2 separate regions of the Mus musculus genome follow, and region 2 is linked to region 1. A link is a contact called in public HiChIP or PLAC-seq data. All regions are on one chromosome and are shown on one strand. The core of a region is the stretch at or near the end of the contact, and the rest is flanking DNA. Distances in the headings are between cores, read along the strand shown. Region 1 overlaps Plxdc2 (plexin domain containing 2). Region 2 has its middle 53 kb from the start of 4930515L03Rik.

The links. HiChIP or PLAC-seq counts read pairs in DNA pulled down with a chosen protein or histone mark.
Region 2: a contact with region 1 is called in an H3K27ac HiChIP or PLAC-seq map of microglia, with 6 times the contacts expected there. The contact joins two enhancer-like sites. A contact is called at or near these places in 4 of 39 promoter capture datasets (liver, maxillary cranial neural crest, second pharyngeal arch cranial neural crest and 1 more) and 3 of 115 datasets of contacts at active chromatin or transcription factors (embryonic stem cells, large pre-B cells and microglia).

Annotation. Positions count from the first base shown.
Region 1 is chr2:16,357,202-16,363,905 of GRCm38.p6, reverse strand. Plxdc2 (plexin domain containing 2) reads right to left here. Exons shown (of 14, transcript NM_026162.6): 1 at 6,669-6,704. Among named protein-coding and RNA genes, the nearest start is that of Plxdc2, 4.2 kb to the right of the region's middle. Within about 2 kb of position 1,260, at least 19 of the 459 cell types and tissues checked have an H3K27ac peak or open chromatin away from gene starts, as enhancers often do. A contact at or near this core is called in microglia, where this site is marked.
Region 2 is chr2:17,063,859-17,070,405 of GRCm38.p6, reverse strand. No RefSeq gene overlaps it. Among named protein-coding and RNA genes, the nearest start is that of 4930515L03Rik, 53 kb to the right of the region's middle. Within about 2 kb of position 4,780, at least 12 of the 459 cell types and tissues checked have an H3K27ac peak or open chromatin away from gene starts, as enhancers often do. A contact at or near this core is called in microglia, where this site is marked.

The DNA of each region.
Region 1 (6,704 bases), core at 11-2,510:
ATCTTTGAAGTTTATTAGCTTTGTAGGGATTACCCCAGGAATTATCTTTTACAGCTGAGCATTCACAGGCCCAGGAATCTGGAAATGCGAGCTCTACATGAAAGATGAGTAACTCCTGCCTGTGGCAAGAAGAAATATAAGCAAGGACATACAGACCACCCTGCTCACAAGAGCACTAATTACCTAACCATGAACAATTATATAAATCTACAAGGAGAAAATTAGCACCAGAAAAGTCACAAGCAATATCAAAAGTAAAGAAAAATCAGAAGGCATTTATTACCAATCAATTTTTGATTCTTGGAATTATCGAGCTAAAATGCTAAATTAAAAAAAAAAGTCAAGGGTGCACATTGTCAAAACCTAAGTAGTGAATAGGCAGAGTTTAAAGCAAAATCAAATGGCAGAATTCCTAAAAATTGTTGTGTACATTAAGCATGCATAAGCTCCTATTAAGAAGACATAAACCAGCAATAATTAAAGGAGGTTGAAATTACTTTTAATCAAAAGGTCAGGATTAGTTTTTATTTGTCTGTTCTTCTAAAATCAGGACCCCATAAGTACTGAGAAGATGAATCAATATACCACAAACCAGTTCACATATCCTTGGTGTGAGTGTTTCACAGGTAGATTATATTTATATGATCTGTAGGGAGTCCTTTCTCAGTTTATGGAGGGAAAGAGCAAAAATGGAGATGGGACACTCAAAAGAAAGCCCATGTAATACTGGGTTGTATTCAACTATGCTTGCAAGAAGGTTAAGATGTCAAAGAGCAAAAGCACACACTACATAATTTTATTTTCTGAGTTGATGGAGTTTCAACCTTGGGAAAAATGAAGCAGATATGTATAAGGATTCGGCATGCGCTTCACCACAATATACCTAGAAGACTGTCATGCTCTAGTACAAGCACAGAAATAGTGACCACGGCCCACTGTGGAGGCTGTAAAGAGCGAGTAAAGAGGAGCTATCAGTGCTAGAGCTGCTTGGCGAGCCACTGGAGGAATAAGTCTAGTCTGGACTTTAGGTTTGCTTAGAACATACTTTGCTATTTTCAAACAAGCCTATGGACTCTGTTTAAGTGCACAAATCTAGATATTCATTCCAAATCATGCTGTCTTTTTCATTCAAATTGGAAATGACTTCACTGTCTAGAAACACAAAGTGGTATTTTCTACACATGCCTTTTTGTTCTGTTAGTTTGGCTTGGCAATCCGTGACACTGTATGTGGTGGAGGAAGTGTGCAAACGAAAGCACCCTTACTAGACTGGTACTCTGTGTTGGTCTCCCCAGTGGATTAGAATCACTGTATGGGGTCAGAACGAAGGCACTCACTGGAGAAAGAATGTCCAGGATACAATGCTCTAGAGATAATTAAAGCTAAATTTGGAAGTGGAGGGTTGTGTTCAGAACAAAAGAAAAGTTTGGAATTCATCAGATTCAGACTAAGTGGACCTCGAAAAACCAAAAAAAAAAAAAAAAAAAAAAAAAGACTAAGTGGAAAAGCAGGTTAGTAATACATAACTGAATGTACTGTAGAGATTTGATAAGATTCACTTCTTTCTGACTTTCCAAGTAAATTGAGGATGATATTTTAAGTGAGTAAAGATCCCTTAGTCTGCTTTCTGTTTATGTACCAGAATCCCTGATACTGCCTTGGACGGAAGAGAGGTAACTAACCACATGGTTGACACAGAAAACTTTGAATGTGTTAAGTTACAAGCTCGTCAGAGAATAAACCAAAGCTTGGCACTTGATAATAAATAATTAGTCACAGAATTGTCATTCTGGCATTAAGTATTTTTTAACAAGCCTGTCTTGCATTGTCACAGCACAGAGGAGAAACAGAAAACAAAGAAGAGACAACCACTCAGAGACAGGGGTCAGTCTACAACAGCTGCCCTGGAAAACTGCCCTAATCTTCGGAACAGCCCTAGTGTGCTTAAAGGCAATACCATGTTTCAGTGCTGTTTACTTGGGAACCAAATTTCAATCTGCAGTTTGGCTGGACCCAGCCACAACAAAAACATGCTGAAGGTAACAAGCTCATACGCAAAGTACAGGAGAGAAAGCCTACTTATCAGTTGACCGCTGAACATAAACTGGACTTTGAACTCTTTTAGGAGTCCCATATTTGAAAGGTAATAAGTTGGGCTGAGGATGTAGCTGAATGGGAAGAACACTTGCCTAGAATGTCTGAGTCCCTGGGTTTGGTCACCCCACCCCTGAACACCACAAATAAGCAAGAACTAATAAATCATAGGTCAAGACCAGTGGTTTCAACCTTCCTAATGCTTTGATCCCATATTACAGTTGTGTTGTTGTGTTGTTGTGTTGTAGTGACCCGCAATCATAAATTTTTTTGTTTTGCAACATCATAACTGTAAATTTGTCATTGTTGTGAACAGAAATATAAAATATCTGTGTTACTAATTATTAGTGCGAGCTAATTCATGTTAAATGTACATAATTATTTTTAGGAATTCTGCCATTTGATTTTGCTTCTAAATTCTGCCTATTCACTACTTAGGTCTTACCTCTGTGAAAGGGTCATTTGACCCCCAAAAGGGGTCACAACCCACAGGTTGACAATCTCTGATCAGGAAGATATAATTAAATAAAGTTCAAATAAGCATCATTAATAATTATTAGGGGCTGGAGAGATGGCTCAGTGGTTAAGAGCACTGAGTGCTTTTTCAGAGGTTCTGAGTTCAATTCCCAGAAACCACATGGTGGGTGGCTCACCACCATCTGTAATGGGATCTGATACCCTCTTCTGGTTTGTCTGAAGAGAGCTTCTCTCTCTCTCTCTGTGTGTGTGTGTGTGTGTGTATGTGTGTAAATTATCATACCAGGTAATGGTTGAACTTCTTTCCCTGGGGAGGCAGAGACAGAAGGATCTCTGACATTGAGGCCAGCCTGGTCTACAAAGTGAGTTCCAGGACACCTGAGGCTTCAAAGGCTTACTCCATGGACAAACAAGCCAAATAAAAAATACAATAAAAATAGAAGGCTTAAGGCAAGTAGACATCTGCCAGAGCATTGGGGCACTTTGCTAGACCTACCTAGAGCATACACTCTGCTTTTAAATTATTATTCTATGAAGATAATTTTTAATATCCATTTCCACCTTATTGATTAAAAGCAATTTATGTTAAGAATTACTTAAAAGTCTCCCAGGAGCATACTGAGGTCAAAAATCCATCCTGAACTACAGCGATAATGTTATTCCATTTAGTCTTGCAAGTATTTATTATATGCCTGTATGGTACATGCTGCAGCAGATTCATAAAGATGACAAGGGACCCTGATTGCAGGGACCAGTGTGCTGGTCTAATAGAATTATGATAGAGATGGATCAGTACAAACAAGAGAAAACACCATAACCAACAGACATACAAAGTCCTTAAAGTTCTTCAAAGGAAGCAGTAAGTCAGAGTATAAGTTTAGGTAGAGATAGGACTAGTGACAAAAAGAACAAGAGGATGACAAGACAGTAGGAACATGTGGCCCTCACTCAGGGAATATTTGGTGAGAATTCAAGAATACAGAAGGTGATGGGGTGGAGCATTGGCTCATGCCCTAAGCTCATGGTCTTCAAAACAAGTGGAAAATCTCAAGATCACAGCTGTGGGCCAATTCATTCATCTTTAAAAATAGTGCTTCTGCAATTGGAGGTAACATTTAGAAACAAAAAAGGGTGCATGTTGTCTACATCTCTACAGGGGTCTGTTTGATTCTTACAGAGAAGAAACTTGCAACACCTTGCATTTCCAATTACATTCAAGCATATTCTCAAGGATGAGGAATAGTAACATCCATTCCTTATGTATGGACAACTTATGTATGTATGATACAATTACAATAGCTTAAACGATGATGTTTATTATGTAATAATAGTTATAAGCCTCTATGCAGGCATCCAAGGACGAAAATCCTACTCTAGACCATGTTTCTGTAGCAATATAACTTACGCAAACTCAAGCTACAAAAATCTTTCTCAATTTTATGTTAAGTATCTTATGGAAAGTTGTGAGTCATTGCTAGAGAAGAACAATTAACCCGCAGATGCAATAATCTGACCCACACTTGCTTTACAGGAAACACTCATGTGGATTATCTCTATGTTATAAATTTTTGTTATAGATACTGATGCTAACAGAAACTTCAGCCACAGGAAATCAACAGGAATATTGCTAACTAAGCTGGCCCACTTCACTGGAAAGGAAGCACAAAAAATATCCAAGCAGAGAAAAACACAGTGAAAACAACAAGAAAATGACAGATTAAATATGAACTACATGTCCCTAGAACACAAAAACATTAGAAACAGGAACAGAGGAAATTAGTGGTTTCTCTGCCCTCTGGTGGCAATAAAACCAACCACAGCATTAGAAAAGTAAAAAGCACAACAAACAAATCTGTTATGAAATCAGATGTTTGCCCTTTGCCAAAATGCCCGTGGTAAAAAAATAAAACCCTGATTGTCGCATGCTACCTTTCACCTTCTGAAGTAGTTTCAGGATATTTAATTTTCAGATAAGTCATCTTACAGTGGAAAATAGAGTGTTTTCTTTTTTTTTTTTTTCTTCTGTGTTACCTTTCTGTGTTATATATTCAGTAGGTTAAAATCCCCGAATTCCGAGATAATTTCATAAAACTTCATGCGGAGTGTTGTTTGATTTATAGTTAATTCCCCGTCCCCAATCCTGTGAGCACAATGTTTCTAAGAGGTCCACCAGAAATAGTGAATTAGTTTAAAATGCTGGTGTATTTATGTTATCAACAAAGGCATGCCATACTCCCCAAAGCCAAAGCTTTCCACCAGCTGGTCTGCTCTGTGTGCAATGAATTTCATCCTCAGGTTTGCCTTAGAATAGCAAACTTAACATGGGTGCCAGTATATTATATACTCAGTAGTTAAATGAAAATTCCTAGTCTCTCTTTTATGTAGTTTTGCTGTAAATATATTATTTGCTTCCAGTACCAAAGAAGTTTTTAAACAAACAACTCAGGATGAATGTCCCCTCCTTTTTTGCAAAATTGCTTTGCATATTCATTTACTCCAAATAAGCTTATGGAGATGACTACTGCATCTTTTAAAGTGTTGCTTTCTGAAGAAAGTAAAACTGTTATTTTTTTCAGCCAATGCAATGTGCCAAGAAAATAAACAGAAATATGGTGTGCTAATATAAATTATAAATAGCCAAGAACTTATGTTCATTGATGAGGATGACCAGAGGTGACAAAAAAAATCCAAGAATTTTAATCTCAGCTTTTATCCTGTGGTCTTCATGTGCTGGTCCCCAGCACACACACACACACACACACACACACACACACACACACACACACACACACTTAAATAGGAGCCAGCCTTAAATAGGAGCACCAAGAAAGTAATTTTTTTCCTCTCTTAAAATTTGCAACTCAGGTACACGCATGACTTGGATTATCCTATTTGTCTCAAGATGGTAACATTTTATTCAAGGTTTTTGTAAACTCTTATTCTCACCTGGAGTCCCCAGGTGTACCTCCCGGACTTCTTTCTGTGACTCCTTGAAGGCTGACAGCTGGGTATACATGCATACTTTCTGAAGAACCATTTACCAGTCTTTCTTGAATTAAACAAAGAGGTGTACAGAGCAAAACAGAACCAAAGTGATTGTCCTAACCAGGAAGTTTTCCTTTCTTTTTCTCTTCAAGTGCTCTTTGCTCTCACTCCTGCTGGGAGTCTACAAGAGTTCACAGATTCCTGCCCCAGTGTTTCACTGACCTGCCTGTTCATTTCTTTGCTGAAGGGCAGAGATGGGGAGCAATCTGTGGGGTCACAGTGGAATGAGTGGTCTTGGGAGAAAGCTGGATTAGCCAGTCCCTGCTCAGTAGGAGGACACTTCACTACCACACACCTAACCAGACAGATCACCAGGGCACAGGGTGCGGCCAATTGCAAGTATCTGGAGGCCCTTCTCCTCCAGGGACAGTGTCAAGAAACCCTGAGGAACTGCTGGCATGTTGGGGCCTGTCTGTGAAACAGACAGGCAGAGGACAATGGGGCCAGGGCTTGTCCTCATAGGCACGACTGGTCCCCATCTTCTCCACCTCTTCTCTATCCCTGAACCCCGCTGCTTCTACTGCATCCACTTAGTAACCCCACAATGAGAAAACTAGTGAGGATAGCCTGAAGGAGGGATGTGCAGACACAAGGCGTTTTCCCTTGGCACGGGGCGACCTGCCATCCCTGACTGTCATCAGATTGTTCATCCATCCATCCCTTCCGCGGCGCACAGGGAAGAGCCTCTGAGCTCCAAGGGATGAGAATCCAGAGGGGAAACAACCTGATGTAACCAAGATTCAGAGAGGTATCCGCAGCAGCAGGCTCTCTCACACCCCGACCTCTTTGGGCTACTTGGGGTTAGGCAGGACCACCCCCTGGCGCCCAGGTGGAGTAAGCATCATAGCTTCAGGGAAGTCCTGGTTTCCCACACCTTTTGATCAAGCAAACCTCTTTCCCCATTCGAGAAACTCAAGTTTCCCAGAAAAACAACTAGGATAAGTTTCCCAAGGGCAGATACTTTGGGTGGGTGTGAGATGAGGATGGAGGTTCGAAGACACCGGAAGGATCTTCAGCCACACACAAAAACAATTGAGAAAAGTACTTCTTACCATTGGTATGGTGTCCAGGCTCCCCGTGGGCGAACT
Region 2 (6,547 bases), core at 3,531-6,030, 700 kb before region 1:
GTTAATTAGGATAATGTCCCTGTGCCCTCTAGTTAGTCTGGCTAAGGGTTTATTTATCTTGTTGATTTTCTCAAAGAACCAGCTCCTGGTTTGGTTGATTCTTTGTTTAGTTCTTTTTGTTTCCACTTGGTTGATTTCTGCCCTAAGTTTGATTATTTCTGTTGTCTACTCCTCTTGGGTGAATTTGCTTCCTTTCATTCTAGAGCTTCTAGGTTGCTGTCATACTCTTAGTGTATGCTCTCTCTAGTTTCTTTTTGGAGACACTCAGGGCTATAAATTTTATTCTTACAACTGCTTTCATTGTGTCCCTTAAATTTGTGTATGTTGTGGCTCCATTTTCATTAAACTCTAAAAAGTCTTTAATTTCTTTCTTTATTTCTTTCTTGTCCAAGGTATCATTGAGTAGAGTGTTGTTCATTTTCCATATTAATGTTGGCTTTCTATTATTTATGCTGTTAGTGAAGATCAGCCTTAGTCTTTGGTGATCTGATAGGGTGCATGGGATAATTTCAATATTTTTGTATCTTTTGAGGCCTGTTTAGTGACCAATTATCTGGTCAATTTTGGAGGAGGTACCATGAGGTACTGAGAAGAAGGTATATCCTTTTGTTTTAGGATAAAATGTTTTGTAGATATCTGTTAAATCCATTTGTTTCATAACTTCTGTTAGTGTCCATGTGTCTCTGTTTAGTTTCAGTTTCCAGTATCTGTCCATTGGTGAGAGTGGGGTGTTGATATCTCCCACTATTATTGTGTGCTTTGGGTTTTACTAGTTTCTTCAATGAATGTGGCTGCCCTTGCATTTGGAGCATAGATATTTAGAATTGAGAGTTCATCTTGGTAGATTTTAACTTTTTTTTTTATCTTTCCATTATGTAAAGTATAGTTTATTTATTTAATTTTTAAATAATAGGATTTTTATTAGGTATATTCTTCATTTACATTCCCAGTGCTATCCCAAAAGTTCCCCATACCCTTCCCCCAACTCCCCTACCTACCCACTCCCAATTCTTGGTTTTGGTGCTCCCCTGTACTGAGGCATATAAAGTTTGCATGACCAATGGGCCTCTCTTTCCACTGATGGCCGACTAGGCCATCTTCTGATACATATGCAGCTAGAGAGACAAGCTCCGGGGGGTACTGGTTAGTTCATATTGTTTTTCCACCTACAGGGTTGCAGATTACTTTAGCTGCTTGGTACTTTCTCTAGCTCCTCCATTGGGGGCCCTGTGATCCATCCAATAGCTGACTGTGAGCATCCACTTCTGTGTTTGCTAGGCCCAGGCATAGTCTCACAAGAGATAGCTATATCAGGGTCCTTTCTTTGATGAGTATGAAGTGCCCCTCCTTGTCTTTTTTGATATCTTTGTGTTGGAAGTCAATTTTATTCAATATTAGAATGGCTACTCCAGGTTGTTTCTTTGGACCATTTGCTTGGTAAATTGTTTTCCAGCCTTTTATTCTGAGGTAGTGTCTGTCTTTATCCCTGAGGTGTGTTTCCTGTAAGCAAAAAAAAATGTTGGGTCCTGTTTGTGTAGCCAGTCTGTTAGTCTATGTCTTTTTATTGGGCAATTGATTCCATGGATGTTATGAGACATCAAAGAAAAGTTATTGTTGCTTCCTGTCATTTTTGTTGTTAAAATTGGGAATCTGTTCTTGTGGTTGTATTCTTTTAGTTTCGTTAAAGGATTACTTTCTTGCTTTTTTTAGGGTGTAGTTTCTATCATTGTGTTGGTGTTTTCCCTTTATTATCCTATGAAGGGCTGGATTTTTGGAAAGATTTTGTGTGAATTTGGTTTTGTCATGTAATACTTTGGTTTCTCCATCTACGGTAATTGAGAGTTTTGCTGGGTATAGTAGCCTGGGGCTGGCATTTGTGTTCTCTTGGGGTCTGTATAACATCTGTCCAGGATCTTCTGGCTTTCATAGTCTCTGGAGAGAAGTCTGGAGTAACTCTGATAGGCCTGCTTTTATATGTTACTTGACCTTTTCCCCTTACAGCTTTTAATATTCTGTCTTTATTTAGTGCATTTGTTGTTCTGATTATTATGTGTCAGGAGGAATTTCTTTTCTGGTCCAGTCAAATTGCAGTTCTGTTAGCTTCTTGTACTTCATGAGCATCTATCTCTTTCTTTAGGTATGGGAAGTTTTCTTCTATTACTTTGTTGAAGATATTTGCTGGCCCTTTAAGTTGAAAATCTTCATTCTCATCTACTCCTGTTATCCATAGGCTTGGTCTTCTCATTGTGTCCTGGATTTCCTTGATTTTTGAATTAGGATCTTTTTGCATTTTGCATTTTCTTTGATAGTTGTGTCCATGTTCCCTATGGAATCTTCTACACCTGAGATTCTCTCTTCTATCTCTTGTATTCTGTTGCTGATGCTCACATCTATGGTTCCTGATATCTTTCCTAGGGTTTCTATCTCCAGAGTTGTCTCCCTTTGTGTTTTCTTCATTGTTTCTACTTCCATTTGTAGATCTTGGATAGTTTTGTTCAATTCCATTGTCTGTTTGGTTGTGTTTTCCTGCAATTCTTTAAGGGATTTTTGTGTTTCTTCTACCTGTTTAGCAGTGTTTGCCTGTAGTTCTTTAAGGACTGCTATCTGTTTAGCAGTGTTCTCCTGTAATTCCTTGACGGATTTTTGTGCTTCTTCTTTAAGGGCTTCTACCTCTGTAGCACTGTTCTCCTGTATTTCTTTAAGTGGGTTATTCATGCCCTTCTTTAAATATTCTACCACTATCAAGATATATGATTTTAAATCTGCATCTTGCTTGTCGTGTGTGTTGGGATATCCAGGACTTGTTGTGGTAGTCATACTGGGTTCTAATGATGCCCAGTGTTCTTGATTTCTGTTAGAAAGATCCTTACGTTTGCCTTTTGTCCTCTGGAAATGTTCAAGCTATCTCTGGTTGGAGCTTGTGATTCTGTTAGCCTCTGTCAGCAGTCCTGGGAGTCCAACTCTCACCTGAGTTCCGGTTGTCAGAGCACTCTCTGCAGGCAAGCTTTCCTCTTGCAGGGTAGGTGTCCAGCAGTCTGGAGCTCTGATCCACCTCCTGAGTCCTGGGGTCAGATCCCTCCCTGTAGGCCGACTCTCCTCTGGCAAGGAATGTGCCCAGGGGCCTGGGTCTCAGCTCTGCCTCCTGGCTGAGGATGAAGGCCCAAGAGGACCCTGACCAAGAAGCTCTGTTGCTTCTATTGCCCACATGCTTTCAGGTGATCAGGAGGTCCTGGGTGTGCTAGGGGTCCTGAGTCTTGGAGAGTCCTCTGGTACTCTAGACACCCTCAGCCGGATTCAAGCAGAAGATAGTGAGGCTGGCCCCGACCTAAATGGATCCAAGCCTCTGGCCGGAGGGGTTCCTCCATCCCTGTTCCTTCTGGCACAAGACCCTCCGCAATTCTTGAATCTGGTGTGGCGTTCCACTCACCTGTGATCCTGAGGTGATTCCGAGGTCCTGTGGCATGGAGAGCACTCTGGAGCCCTTAGCAGCCTCCACTGGGCTCAGAAGGAAGATCTCCGTTGTCTTTGTAACCTGCCTCAATTTTCCTTCTGAATTCTTTGACCTCTTAATTTTAAAGTAAAAAATCTGTTTTCTAGAATTTCTTCAGTGCTGACTAGGGACTTAGATTCTGCATGCCCAGTGATCACAACATGCCTGCTCTTAGGGGAGATCATGAAATCCAGGAGACTGGAAGGAATCTGGAAGATATGATTACATTAGTTGGGACATTAAACCATGAAAACACATTTATCTTCTTCATTTTTTCCCCATTTTTCTTAACCATGATGTGCTTGGGAACAGCAATGCTAGTGAAGCATTAAGATTGAAGACAGAATCCGGCAGGAGTTAGTGTGAGTTTGTAGATCTTGTCCAAGTTGTCAGGTATACACTGAGCTTCCTACTCTAACAATGATAATATTTCCTCTTGCATTCTGTCAGAATCAAAGGCCTGGAAAAAAGGGCATAGAGTGTTCCTATACTTTATAAAAAGGAAAGCAAGACTCCAGTAGTCAATGTGACTGGGTTGTGACCACACACTCCAAATCAGTTTCCAGAGTGCTTTAGTGGACAAGATGAATCTTGATTACTAAGGCATGTCAACACTATTTTTCTATGAAGAGTCACCATGGCTTACAAGGACATTTCTTTCTAGTGACTCCTGGGGAGTCTATAGGCATTTTCCCATAACTGTTACTTTCACGATCTTTTCATAGAAAACAAACAAACAAAACCCCAAATAACAACAACAACCAAAAAAAAAAATCAGAAAATAAGCAAAGCCAAATTTAGAAGTCTTATGTGAGGAGCCGCCCTTGCAATCGCCATTACAAGATGGTGCTGATATCCGGTGTTCTAACTGGTAAACAAATAGTCTACATATGTGCTGGGGTATTTTTCTATTCCTTGTGCCCTGCCTGTCTCGTGGCGTCATCTGGCATCATCTGGCGTCATCTGGGCTGATGATAGTGGTCAGGAGATAGTGAGCAGCCAGTCAGGGTGAAATAGGTCTCCAACCCCTCTTGTGGTCTATTTAAGGACCAAGTCTCCTGTGTTCTAAGCCTCCTCCCCCAGAAGCTAATGATCTTTCTCTCGAGATGCATTAAAGCTATGCTGCAGAAGAACCCATGTGTGTCCTGTGTGTGTGTCCTTGCTGGCGAGACTCCATATCATATTACAGAAACATCTGGTGCCGAAGATCCCGGGAATTCTACAACATTGCCGGCATGGAGGAGGTCCCCCGGAAACGGGGCGGGTCCAGAACTGCAGTGGAAAGTTCAGAGAGACATGCTTAACCGTGAGCCTGTTGTTCCCTTTAACTTTGGTCTCAATCTAGAAGCACTGTAGGACGGGTTGGTAGAAGTTTTGGTTTTTGTAACCCTGCCATTTGTTTTCTTTCTCCTGGTATTTTATTGTGTTTATTGTGGATAGTGTGACCTTGAGGTGCGGTCAGTCCTACGTAAATAAACGGCAGCACTAATAAGCTCAGTCAGTCTCTCATAGATAAGAGAGCAGAGCGTGGCAGCTTACTTTCACTTCTGCTCCGGGAGCAGGCTTCTGTTTTGGGAGCAAGCTTCTGTTTTGAGAACAGACTTTTGCTTCAGGGACGGACTTTTGCTTTTGAAGCGGAGCCTGGCAGTTACTTTCACTTCTGCTTCAGTGTGCCTTAAGTCGGATGTAGATAAACCGCAGGCGCAATGGGGTCCTCACAGTCAATTGTAAACACACTGCAAATTGTCCTTAAGCAGAGAGACCTCAAGATAGCCACATGCACTCTACAAAATTTTGTCAAAGAGATTGACCGTGTTGCTCCATGGTATGCTTGCTCAGGTTCCCTGACCACAGCCTCGTGGAACAAGTTAGGAAGAGACCTAGGTAGAAAATTTGAGGAAGGAGATTTACGCCTAGGCACTAAGGCAATTTGGAAATTAATAAAGAATTGCTTGGAAGATGAGACCTGCCAACCTGCAGTGGTTGAGGGACAAGAAACGTTAGAAGAGGTTCAAGACAGCATGCCAGAAACTGAACGGTGCGAGAGATAAGGAGCTCATAAAAAGAAAAAAAAAAAGACATGTCTAAGGGAAAAAGGACCTCCCCGGAAGTTAGAAAAGGGGAGAGTTTAGAAAAGGAAAAAAGAGAAAAACAAAAGATAATATAAAATATAAAGATACAAAAGATAATATAAATTATAAAGATACAAAGGATAAAAATTAAAATTAAGTTAATTTACCCTCCTCTCGAAGACTTTGACTAAAGAGGCAGCTTTCATTAAAGGTTTGAAGATAAGTCTCAGGGTCACTGTACCTCCTCTCATTCTCTGGCAGTATTCCCAGAAGAAGGAGATAAGGAAGTTAGAGTCTGAATATGAGAGAGAGAGGATGAGTTTTAGAAAAGCAGTTGTCCCCTGTTTGGGATCTTTAAAAAGAGAGAGGGAGAGAGAGAGAGAGAGAGAGAGAGAGAGAGAGAGAGAGAGAGAGAGAGAGAGAGAGAGAGAGAGAAAGTGAAAATAAGCTATTTCAGAGTGCTCCTGGGGAACAGAAGAAAAATGGGAGACGTCCTGTTTTCTCTCTGCCTCCTATGGAGATTTTCTTAGCTCTGGTTAAAATATCTGTGTCCCTTTGAGACACCAAGTTCTATTCTCTGTCTGTCTATTGTCTGTTTTTGGTGCACCAAAACAAATTGTCTATATGTCTGTCAATTCGTGTTTGTTTTTGTTATGTTGTTTGAATGGTTATTGTTCTATGTTTCCTGTTGAAAAATATAAATGGTTAAAACTTGTCTTAAAAAGCAGTTTCAATTTGCACAAGTACAAGCTGATAAATTAGCTGCACTGTGGCTGGGAGTCAAGTACAGCTGAAAAAGCTTGCTGAGAGCCGATTACAAATGGAGCTCTTAAAGGGGCAGGCAGCCTTTTGCTTGTAACAGAAAGTTAGCTTAAATCTGGGAACTCAAGGTTAGAGTCTTTCTAAACAACATGAACAAACACAAGAAAACAGGTCTTTAAGGATACTTCAACATAGGGATATTCTTTGAGCCAAGACTCTGGCA